2 separate regions of the Cricetulus griseus genome follow, and region 1 is linked to region 2. A link is a contact called in public Hi-C data. All regions are on one chromosome and are shown on one strand. Each heading gives the region's core, a stretch centred on a gene start, on an enhancer-like site or on the middle of the called end of the contact. The rest is flanking DNA. Distances are from core to core; before and after follow the strand shown. Region 1 holds the start of Ets1 (protein C-ets-1). Region 2 has its middle 100 kb from the start of Ets1.

Region 1 (6,443 bases), core at 1,801-4,300, 100 kb before region 2:
ATGTTATTTTAAAGTATATATTAATTTGATACTTGATGCAGTCAAAATCCTGTCAAACCTCAATATAAAACCAACGTGAACAGAGGTTCTCAGTCAAGTCCTAACCACAGAGAGACTGACAAATATTCTAGTTCTTCTGTCTCAAAGAATTTGGACCCTCAGACTTCCCACTGCATCTCTTTGAATCTAGGAATCTATGGAGAGGGCAGAAAGGAAGTTCTGGTTTAATCACACCCCCTACTAGTTGTCTCTACACACAAGAAACTAAGCAATACAACAACAACAAGAAGATCATGATAAAGGTCATGATAAACACTAAGGTCACTGTTCTAGATGCAAAGCCATGCAGCTGAGACACGGATGTCCTATATAATTTGATGGTCCAGGTAAAGCTGCACCTAGCCTCTTAGCCTTCTTTTAGTGAAAGCTGCCAGTCCTTGCCAGGGTTTCTTGCATCTTTGTACTTGAAAACTGAAGTCTCCATTGACATTTCTCTGCTGAGTTTCCAAAGGTAACTTGCAGTATTTCTCAGTTTTATACACTGACAAGTTAGAAACAGAAATTCATCTCTCTTCAGCCACTGGCTCTGTGGATAATTTTGCCTAGTGTCTTTACTTTTCTGTGCTTCTAGATCCCCCATCTGAAGTATGAGCATAATATTTATATAAATGCAACTAAAATCCAGAAAAATGTTAAAAAATGGTTTTAATGACCAACAAATCATTGTTCTTCATTTTCTCTAAGAAAGTATCAGAAAACAAAGAAAAGTCTCATCATAGTAAATGACAGAAAACACCTGACTTCTTGGACCAAATGAAATTGTGTTGCTTTGTTGCATTGTTGCTTTGTTGCATTTAGAAAGCCCGGCTTGGGAGTTTTTTGTATTTTGGGAACAGATCTCACTATATTGCTCAAATTGGTCTTACATGCACCAGGTTCACTTCTAACTTGAATCTCTTGAGCACTCTTCTGATCACGAAAGCCAATGTAAAGGTACTCTGTATAGCAAACACCGACTGCTATGTTAGGCTGCCCAGCTCTATTTTACTAATGGGACAGCTCAATAAAGTTACTTGCCCACAGTTTATTTTTATCAATAACTAAAGTAATAGCATCGAATGCTTTAAAATCTCAAATATTTAATATTAAATTACCAAAAACCATGCTTCAGCTGTTTGCTATGATGTAAAACACATGCTGCAAGGGACTCTCATTCACTGCCAGCATCAAAGTCCCACTGTAGGCATGTGAACTGACATAAATATGCACGAGGGTTCCCAGATGCCCAAATCCGTCTCTTCCCCATAAACACACGTAGCACATATAAACAAGCCATTCTTAAGGAAAGGGCCTATTAGTTGAGTTTATATCTTTGCTGGCAACTATCCTTTCACTTCTGCTATATATGGTTTCAATCAACTGTGACACAGAGAACTCTGGCTCCCTGAATATTCAAAAACAACCTTCACGGCATCATTTCTACCTGCAGCTGAGTGCCTAAAAGGTCTCCAGGGCTCGAGCAGAGGCCTTGGTGTGGCTCTGTCATCACACTGGGACAAGACACAAGTCCAGCTTTTGTACAGAGCAATCCCCGTTGACTGTCAGGAGAGTCTGGGTGGGGAGGACCCAAATGTCCTTATTAACATTTTGAAGCATGCCTGAATGTCAAAACCTCATCTTGGCATGTGCTGAAAGTTTAAAGAAAGGGTTAAAATATGCAGTTCTTTATGGCAGAGAAAAAAAGGTTGGGGACAACTGATAGACACAATAGAGGTGTGTATTGTGACATCTGATTAGTTCCCAAAATGCATCACCTTCCCCCTGTATCCTTTTATAGCCTTTCACCTCCAAAGTCACTCTTCTCTGGGGCCAGCTGCAGACTCCCTATCCCTCTCACACTGTGCTAGCTTCAGGAATCCTCAAGAGTTGATTCCATCTGTTGAGCACTAAAATTCCTTCTAAGACAAAATTCAGTGTCTTTACTGTCCCTCTCTTCTTTAAACCCTTTAAGCCTGCTAAATGAAACCATGAACCAAGGACACTAAGTCACATCTGGTGTTAGGATGCTTTCCTTCTTCTAGGACCTTTGGTACCAGAGGACAAAACATGGCAGAATAGGAAGCCAGTAAAGTTTGTAACCTACAGAACAGGCGGGAACCAGGCTTTCTCAAAGTTAAGCAGTTTAATTTCATTTCTCCTCCCACTACCTCCTCAACCTACAAAAGAGGAGTGAGACTCTAAAGGACGTGTGACAGGGGCGCTCAGGATGCAAGAGCATTGGAAATGTCCTCAAGGGCCCCAGCAGTTAGCCCAGCACTCGCAGGGACCTCCCATCAAGCTCCAATTCTGGGGAGACAAGGAGTTAGGGGGTGACCTGAGAGGCAGTGTCAGGCTAATGTGAAGGAATACTACCAAAAGGTTTAGCTTATGTGGGAAAATTAGGGCGCTGGAAATTCTATAAGCTTTTTCCCATTAGTCACAAAAAAAGCAGCTGTGAAAATAAATACACCCCCCCCACTTAAAAAAGAAAAAAGAACCCCACACACAAGGGTCTTGGGCCACCAACAGTCCTCCTGGCCTCTGTATCCTTGGCTCCTGAGGGAGCAGCGCAACCCAGAGGGGAAGTGAAGGGGACCCAAAGCTGGGGTGGGGGTCTCGCTGTCGCCACTCACCCGGGGAGGGAAAAAGCTCCAGATCCACTTTTTCTGTCTTGATGATGGTGAGAGTCGGCTTGAGATCGACGGCCGCCTTCATGGTGCCGGGAGTTGAGGGGGCCGGCGGGATGAGAGCAAGTTTGTTGTAACTGCTGTTTTTCTTTTTAATGGGGATTTTGAAACCCGGGGGAAGGAGACAGGGCAAAGCCCACTTTCTTCCCTAAAATCTCAAATTCCCGCTGACTGCTTGCCCCGCGGGAAGGTGCGCACTCAGCCGTCCGTGCGAAGTTGGCACTTGGCGGAGCAGAGCGCGCGCTCGGGTCCCAGCCTCGCCCGCTCGCCCGCTCGCCCGCCCGCCCGCTCGCCCGCTCGCTCCTCGGTCCCGGGCGCTCGCTCTCCTGGCCGGCGCTGGCGCTGTGCAGCTCGCCTCCGCTTTAGGGCGTTCCTCGCGGAGCCCAGGCCCGGGGTCCCAGCGCCTGCCCTGCCCACTCCACGGGGCGGCGGGGGCGGGGCGGGGGCGGGGCCTAGCGCCCACAGCCAATCATCTCCCACCTCCCAAAAGCGAAAGGAAGGGCGGGTGCGCCGGGCCTCCCAGCTCAGCCCCAGCTATTCTGCCCGCAGGGCTAGGGCCTCAGGCCACCGCTGGCGAGGAAGGCTGGCGCGGGTCGCTGGCGTGCAGGGGCTGCTGCCACGGTCTCGGGAAAGTCCGTCTGATTGTGCACGCATTCTTGAGGGCTTGGTCACCGCTGCGGCCCGCTCCGGTAGCAGCATAGTTTTCCAAGTGCGTGTACATCATATTCATTCACAAAGCTTGACACACAGGACGTGAGGCTTGCTTGGGTGCGCACCGAGGGGGCGCGTGCGGGGGATTCCACTGCGGGTGTTCTGGGACGGCTTCAGCTGAGATATGACTCAGAATCCCACCCTTGAAATGGTTTAAGTGACAAGGGCAGCATTGGTGAGCAGGAACCCATAATCAACGTCACTAGCACAGAACCAAGCCTGTCAGAGACCTCCCAAAACCCAAGCTCCGAAGCCCCTCTATCAAACCGGGGAGTCTAGAACCCATAACAGTGTTCCTAATTATTCTGTTTCTCTAACTGTGTCACCTTGGCTGACGCTTTGTCTTTCACACTCTGCTCTATCAGAAAACTTCCAACATCCTTTTCTCTATCACCACATCCCCCAGCACACTGGTGTGAGTCTCTAAGGTTCATCCCCAGCCCACAGAACCACAGTGCACATCCTTGTCATAGCTGGGAACTGCCAACACTCCAGATAAAAAGGCGAGCCAGGCTAACCCATAATTTGCCACTGATAATTAGCTATCATACATCAAGGTAGTTGGTACTCATTAACAAATCATCCAGGCCATGGTAGTGCATGTGGAGCAAGGCATTTTGATTAAAAGACAACATAAATCTTCCTGAGCAACCTCAGGGAAAGCTATTCTTAGTACTGTTTCCTGATTTCTAAGCATGTGATGAACTCCCACCACTTGCCTGCAACTGTAACTTCTGCTCTAGTAAACTTCATCACACCTGCTAACTTTCATCTAAACACCCACCCCCACCCCTTGGGCTTTAGCAGTGTACAGGATTCCCAAAGCAAATGGTGGGGGGAGGGGAGAGAAAGAGCAATAGAGTGTCAATCTCTGGATCCTGGTCCAACTTCCAGGCTCCACCCTTCTTTGGTCACCAGAGGAAAAAAATATGCATATATGATAATCCTCATTTTCTTTTTTGAAAGAACAAAGACTGTTACAGTCCAGCTGTGTTTCTGCAAGGTATGAGAAAGCAATGCTGGCCTCCAGATGACGAGAACAGACACTTTGGATCCTGGGAAAAGCTTAGGGAACCCACTGATGAATGGATTATAGTGGATTGTACATTCACACGCCCAAATTGCAGCAAGGAAACTGAACAAGCTAACAAGTTTCTTTGGTGAATTTCATTTTGTTGCTTCAGTCTTATGAAAATGCTGGAGAGTTTTACTCTATTTGCAAAAGTAGCTTTCTCAGGATCCCTCCTTGCTCCCCCCCCCTCCCCCAGGTCTCTTCCTCCACTAAACTAGTGTCTAGTTACACTATTGCTTAACACTTGTGCATGTGAGACACTTAGAGAAGCCCATGTTTCTACCCTGGAAACAATGGAATATGTTCCTTGTAATCCTTCCACAGTGCCCGTCAACCTGTTGATCTCCCTGTTCCTAACCCTGTCCAGAAGTGTGGAAGCTCAAAATGTTCTAATGTCCAGATCAGAAAGTGGGGTTGGTATGATACTGATGGCAAATGTCTCCAACATCACAAGTCCTGCGAAGAGCCCTGGATCTGGTTGAAACTTCCTGTAGGATGAGAAGCACTGAGAGAGAACCAGTTAAGATATTTTTACATGTTTGGGACATCAATAATCCAAACAGGACAGAAATTCAATTAATGTTTGACAAATGGAATTTTTATTCTCCTTCTAACACAAGTAGATTTTTTCTCAAACATTCTTAAGGAGTTTAAAAAACATTACTACATTTTACTTATCAGGAAACATATGCTTTGCCCCAAGCACTTTATGGGACACTGGCAGTTGGCTCAGGATTTATTCCTAGTGCATGAACTGGCTTTCTGGAACCCATTCCCTACTGAGGGATACCTTGCTCAGCCTGGATACAGGGAGGAGGGCCTTGATCCTGCCCCCAGTGAAGTGACAGACTTTGATGATTCCCCATGGGAGGCCTCACCCTCTCTGAGGAGTGAATGGGGGATGGGTTGGGGAGAAGGTGGGGAAAGTGGAAGACAAGAGGGAGAGAGAGAGCTGGGATTGGTATGTAAAACAAGAAGGTTTTAAAAATAAAATTAAAGTTAAAAAATATTTGTTGAGTGAAAAATTATCAGCTTTCTGGTCACTCTGGGCTTCTGCATTAACACTGCTTGTGAAAATGACCTAGATGGTGTCAGTAACTCGACCCTGAGAGCTTCCCTTTGCTCCTTATGGCAAAACAGGATTCTATCCCCAACTTTGCCCACTTTGGTTCACATGTGTTTCAGCTTACCTATCAGCCAAACACAAGTTCAGCCTTCTTATACCTGATGATACTATTGCAAGACTGATGGTCATTAAGGCACTTGGGGGGGGGGGGGAATGGGCAGGGGAGCAGTGAGTAATGTTTCTTTTGAGTTGGCTTCCTACTGAGGAGAAAACAAATTTGTATCTTTAAAAATCCTTAGACTCTAGCTAATTACATCTGGTCAAGGGTTGGGACTCTGGAGGAAAGGGATATCTAGGCCAACATGAATGGCATCAAGACAGGAGTCACCTGTATACAGGAAGTTCCTCACCACAAGGAGCATATAACAAGAAATAATAATTTCCCTTTGTTCTTCCCTCAATCCTGCTCCACATTCAGTAAGTATGTAAAAATGCACTTAATTTCAAAGAACTGTGGGAGCTAGAACCTTCCTCTGCAGAAGTATGCTAGAATTCTCTGCATTCTGAACCTTTAAAAGCAGGTCCCACTGAAGGGAGCAGAAAAACATCCAGACCACTAACGACTGATACTAACGAGTTCATGACTCACAGATGCTGACTTACTGGTATAAATGTAAGTTGTTGTTCTTTTTTTCTTTTTTTTTTTAAACAAGCTCTCAAAGTTCTCAGTTAGCAACCTGTCTAAGCTGCACTTGTGGTCTCCTTTCAGTCTGAGAAAAGCCAACAGGCTCTGTCATACCCTGAAAAACACATCAGAAACTTAACTCTGTACCAAGCAGTTTCTGTCTATTGGGTGCAAAACACAGAG
Region 2 (5,820 bases), core at 1,194-3,693:
CCAACACTTTACCCTACAGCAGCATCCCTAAGCAGAAGCAGCTTTCACCACTTGACCATCTGTTGGTCTGGAGCTCTTTCTCCATCTTACCCCAGACATCCAGCAAATCATTGAGTCAGTGCAGGAATATATTACAGGTTGAGCATCCCAATCCACAACTCCAAAATCCAAATTGCTCGAGCATCCATTTTTTTAAACACTAACATGATTCCACAAGAAGAAAATCCCACATCATAGTATCTTGTTTCAGTCATAAAAAATCTCTTAAGACAGTGCCTAAAATAACTTCAGGCTGTGTGTACAATGTACATATAAAACAAATGAATTTATGAAAATATTTTAAGATGCCACCCCCATCAAAATTCTAAAATTCTTCTAGTACCAAAAATGTTGGTTGAATAAAGAATACTCAACTTATATTTATACCTTCCTGACCACCACTTTTTAAGAAAGGGCCCAAGTTCACAATTCTATGCCACTTCGTGTCCCTTCGCTGGAGATATTTTAATAACCGCACACTGGCAATGAGCCCAGGGGCTCTATTTCTGGATGAAAGGAAGAGAATGAAGTCCAGAGCAGCAGAGGGCAGAGCACCCACAACAGGCTGTTGAGAGTACCACAGAGTTGTCATGTGTCACGGGGACCCCAGCGCGGGCACTCACTAAATACCCACTTTGCCTGGCCCTTTCTTCCTCCATCCCACAATATACTATGCTCATATGCTCACCCCCTCCCTCCTTATTCTCTCTTCTAACACTGCTTGCAGGACCTTTCCACTCTCCCATGGCTGGCTTTCTGTAACAAGGAAAGCACAATATATTTGAGGATGGAATAGGCAATCAAAGTAGAGAAAGTTGTGAATTACCGAATGAAGGCAGGTGTTTTGTTACGGAGCTGTTGTCCTTTATGGTTGTCCCCAAGGACCACATGTTGCTGTGTCCCCTTACATCTCACAAATATAAGAACAGAAAAGCCAGCCTCTGTCCCAGGCCTCTCAACCCTGCTCCTACACTGGGTCCCAGGTTCTTGCTATACGACAATCCAACAATGCCTGGGTTTGGGGTGTTGGAGAGACCAATGCACGACAATGTTGCTAACCCTGTGACCCATGACATTTATTTCAACTCAGTGTCAATCTCAGCTTTTCTCATGTGAAAATGAGAAATGACATTTAAGTCACAGGGCTTTACATAAAATATTTAAATGAGATAAGAGACATAACTAGCAGCTATCTGATCATGCAAAAATTAATATGCAAACCATTTTCTTTTTCTAGCGTGCCAGACGTGGAACAGATTTTAAAGATCATATTAGCTACAAAAAGGGAGGGAAAAGAGGATAAAGAAGAAAGAGAAGGAGAAAAGGAAGTCAGGGGGGTTAGTGATGTCCTCAGGTGGAAAATGACGACACTGAGCTGCCTGCTCTTTGGATAGATGGAAAAGTCATTAACCAGGGCATGGCATAACACAGTACATGCACATGCTATTTAAAGGCTTCATGAAGGAGAGGCTATGTAGGAGGGTCTTGTGTAAAATGTGGGATGGGTTTATGGTATACAGTGGGCAGGAGGCCTGCTAGACTGAGGCAAACCCTCATATTGGGCAGGCACTGAGAAGAGCATAAAAGGAAAGTGATGGGAAGTAAGGCTGGTGAGGCAGGTTCAGCTGTATCATGGAGGACCCAGTTTGCCTTGCTGAGCAGTGGGACTGGACTTGAGAAGTTGCCAGCAGGTGGAGGGAAGACACACATGGCCAGGAGGAAGGGGCCTGAGGAGCTGTAGGGGGACACAGGGTGGAATGGGAGCTGGAGAAAAGAGAAAATCTGTGGACACCCAAGTACAGAAGCCTACAGGTCGAAGGCACCTCCTGTCAATGGGGTAGAATCCCCAAAGCCTTAACAAATATCAGTCTCCCCACCACCACCCAAATCTAAACTAGGTTCAGAGGCAGCCTCTCTTCCTGTTCCTTCCAGAAGGCTATGGGGCTGATCTTGGCTCACAGCTGCCCTCTAACCCAGAGGCAAAGGTGACTAATCCAAAGGAAAGGCCCCCAAAACCAAAGGGAATATTTATTTTAAGTAGTTTGACGTCTGAAGGAAGGGGTGGAGGAATAGGAGGGGGGCAAGTTCTGAATGGGAAGCCATGACATTCCCAGATCCTAGCCATTGTGTAAAGAGAAAAACTCCTCAAGATTGTGTTTGTCCAAGAAATCAGACAGCTCAGTCTCTGAGTCAAAACACTAGGGGGTTGGAAGCCAGAGTTTCCTGGGCTGAGCACAGTTACTAAATAAAATGAAAGGAAGGCACAAGTAGATGCATGAGTCGTTAGGCCAGTGGGCTGGTTGCCAGGCCTGGAGCCCAGCAGATGCTATATGCAGAAAGGAGGCAGTGTGGCCTACTAGGCCCACCCACACACCACTGTGCCCCACTGTGGCTCACTGTTAGGGTTACAGCTAGAGCCTCCTGTGGCTCCACCTTCTCCATGACAGCTAGAACATGGAAGAACTCTGTGAGCTCAACTAGGCCTCATGGGCACACCAGCGAAATTAGTGCTGAGCTCTTCCCCACTCTGGCAGTTTGCTCACTTGGCTTGCATGTTGTCCTGTAAAGAACAGGCACCACGGGAGCTAGCCAGCCCCCTCTATCCTGACTGGAAAGACTGTGAAGTCATCAGATGACTCCCACAGGGCTGCATAAGATTCCCGGGGACTTCAGACACCTTCTAGAGCTCCCTGAAACCTCAGGTGGGGCTTAGCTCAGTATTCATGGGTATGACAAGCTCCAAGGGAGGTGTGAAGTTTCTTGTTAAATGTAAGGCAGAAACGCATCTCAGAAGGATGAAAGAGGAAAACCCCAGACAAAAAGCCTACAGACTGTTGACTGTATCTGTTGATTTCAAAAATGCACAGGAGTGTGGCATCAGAAAAAGAAGAGTTAAGTGGCTAATGTTTTTATTGTATTGATATTATTCTTTAAATCCTTTCAAAGACCATTTCCCAAGTGGTCCCCTGTAAACAGAAGAAGTCATGCCTTGTATAATGAAGTCTGGCTTGCCCATCACCTTCATGGCAGAAGGCCTCAAGGCCTCTGGCTGCACTGAGGTCATCAACGTGTTTATAGTGTGTGTAGCCGATACAAAGCTTATGCAGGTAGACCAGAGAGGGCCTTTGTTGTCAGTAGCTACTGTTTCACAACACACTTCTTTCCATCCATTTCACTGTGGGTAGCCTCAGAGCACATTTTGCTCAGGACCAGAGCCTGCCTGAAGTCAAACTGAGAGGCAGCCACCTAGTCCCAGTCTCTTCCTTTGACCTCCCCCCTTTCCTCTTTCTCTCTCTAAGTAAGGGCCTATCAACTGAATCTCATTAAGACATTAAAGACAAAAAAAAAAAAAAATGCCCGGGCATTGATGGTGCATGCCTTTAATCCCAGCACTCAGGAGGCAGATCTCTGTGAGTTCGAGGCCAGCCTGGTCTACCAAGGGAGTTCCAGGACAGGCTGGAAACCCTGTCTCAAAAAAAAGGGGGGGTGAGACATTAGAGGCCACACTGGCGGTATCTCCATGATTAGGAACTTAGAGCAGCACTGCTGAAGGTAAATGGTAACTCTGAAGCTAGGAAACCAGGATGGGGTACCCTCATGAAGATTCAAAGGGCCTTCTGGTGCTCCTCTTGTTATGCTGGACAGGACCTGGTCATTTTGCCAGGAGTGAAGACCTTTTTGACAAGGGTGAACTTGGGAGAGCAGGAGAAGGTATGGGGTTGAACATAGAGCAGAGTCTCTGCCATGCAAAAAAAAAGAGAGATGGAGGACTCATGAGGCTGCATGTCTGTGACCTTCAGCCCTGGCCACTGCTCAGAAAGTTAACACTCTGGCAAGTTAACGAACCCTGTACTTGAGTTATAAGGGTAGTGGCCTCAACACAGCCCCTCTAGTAGATGCAGTATGCTCCATGCTCACAAGGCTGGTGGGGAAGCTAAATGGAGTTTCTTTAATCCAGTAATGGTCAGGTGGTTCTCAGAAGTAGTGGGATTAGACACACTCTCTCTTTTCCTGTTTTCTTTCCTTCCTTCCTTTTGTTCTTTCTTTCCATCTTTTATACTGAAGCTAGAACTCAAGGCCTCTTGTATGCTAGGCAAGCACTCTCCCATCACTCAACTGTACCCTGGTACCTAGAAGTGTTCTCTGTAGAGTATGGTCTGCCTCCTATTCTCCTGAAACAGGACAGTGACAGCAAGGACACTACTCACCATTGTACACAGAAAAAAGGCAATTATGATGCTCTGTGGATTCTTCGAGAAAATTTTAAGCCCAACCCAGGAGACTTAATTGAGGAGGAGGCCAGTACGGAATCAGCTAGAGACCCCAAAGTGGATGTGGCAATGCCCCAGGTGGGTACAGGCTGACCTTGTGAGACAGTTGGCTTTTCATGTTGAAAGCCAATAGGGGAGACACTCAATTTAGAACCTCAGCTTTGGCAAATAGGCAAAGGAAAAATCAGTCTGAACCATTTTCCAGGGCTCCTATGCTCTCTCCATTTCTTTTAGTATTAACCAGAGTTAAACATTTGTTTCATCCTGTCGTTGAAAGACAAGCTCGAAGACACCTTCCCTGACAAGATTAAGGCTGCAGCCTGCACTTGATGCTGCCTTCAGAGCTGCTGTGTGTCTCTCTGCTGCTTTTTTGTTTTGTTTTAAGACAGTTTTGTAACTTTCTCTATAAAGTATGTTGAGCAAAGCAAAGAAAAAACACAGGTTCCAATAACCTTGACTTCTGAGAAGTCCTCCGGTTCCTGAAGTAGAGCGAGTTTGTTTTTAAGATCTGTTTTGTCATAAAGATAAAAGTCTTAGCAGTTAGGGTTTCAGCCTTTTTAGTTTGTCTTTTCATCCTGTGAAATTTCAAACGGTGCTGTGGAGCCCTTTGGCCTGGAACTTGAAGAACACGGCTCAATGGTGCCCCCTTAAGGCCAATAAGGAGGGGTGCAGGACAATAGGATATGGTGCCTGGAGACTTCCAGGCCTGATCAGCCAAGACAAGTCCCCATCTAGACAGGGTCCACTCCCTATGGCTGCATTACTAATTCAATCCAGACACACCAGGCTGATATGAATGTCCCTACCACACAGCTGAAAAGGGCTGGATTCGGGCATAAAAGCAGCCTTGAACTCAAATCCAGCACAGGTGAGTTACTTAACCTCTTTAACTCAGTTTCTTCCTTCACATAATACAAAATACAAGATATGGCCATCCTTTGCAGTCATTGTGAAATTTGTTCTAGGACCAACCCCCCCATAATAAATTCCATAGATGCTCCAAATGACTTAAACAACGTAACCACTGTGTAGGTAGCTGTTTCACAGTAGTGTTTAGGGAACTATAACAACACACTCAGTTACTGCAGATAAAGACCCCCCAGACCTGGCTTTCGAGCACATGGAGATATGTCTTGGGGGAAGGGTGTCCCTTTTCTTTCTTTTTTTCTTACTTCCTTGCAGCCTTGTTCTCAGATGCACCAAATGGTTTAATCCTTACAGACCCTGTGGTTTATGTTGTATTATTATCCATTTTGTATCAACAAGAAACCAGGCCCATGTGAGTATCAGAAGTACCCATCTGATAACTGGCAAAGCTAGGTTTGAGCCCAGGTTTCATGGCCTGGAGACCCAACAAGACTGCACACTGGGGCCCCTGCTCTCTGACAGATACACCTCTGCTGGGAGGGCAAAGAAGAAACTATGGCTGGCCCAGCATAAATACTCAATTAATAGGAACTCAGATTCTCATTCTTGGTAAACCATACCCATAAAGGGCAGGTCCTCGGTT

The links. A called contact is a pair of places that touch in the nucleus more often than the background predicts.
Region 1: a Hi-C map of fibroblasts shows a contact between it and region 2, with 4 times the contacts expected there. The contact joins the promoter of Ets1 here to the enhancer-like site in region 2. A contact is called at or near these places in 3 of 8 Hi-C or Micro-C datasets (the CHO-K1 cell line and fibroblasts).

Annotation. Positions count from the first base shown.
Region 1 is chr4:145,109,543-145,115,985 of CriGri-PICRH-1.0, reverse strand. Ets1 (protein C-ets-1) reads right to left here and starts at 3,050. Exons shown (of 7, transcript XM_027411772.2): 1 at 2,673-3,050. The coding sequence starts at 2,754.
Region 2 is chr4:145,007,759-145,013,578 of CriGri-PICRH-1.0, reverse strand. No RefSeq gene overlaps it. Among named protein-coding and RNA genes, the nearest start is that of Ets1, 100 kb to the left of the region's middle. Within about 2 kb of position 2,443, at least 1 of the 6 cell types and tissues checked has open chromatin away from gene starts, as enhancers often do. A contact at or near this core is called in fibroblasts, where this site is marked.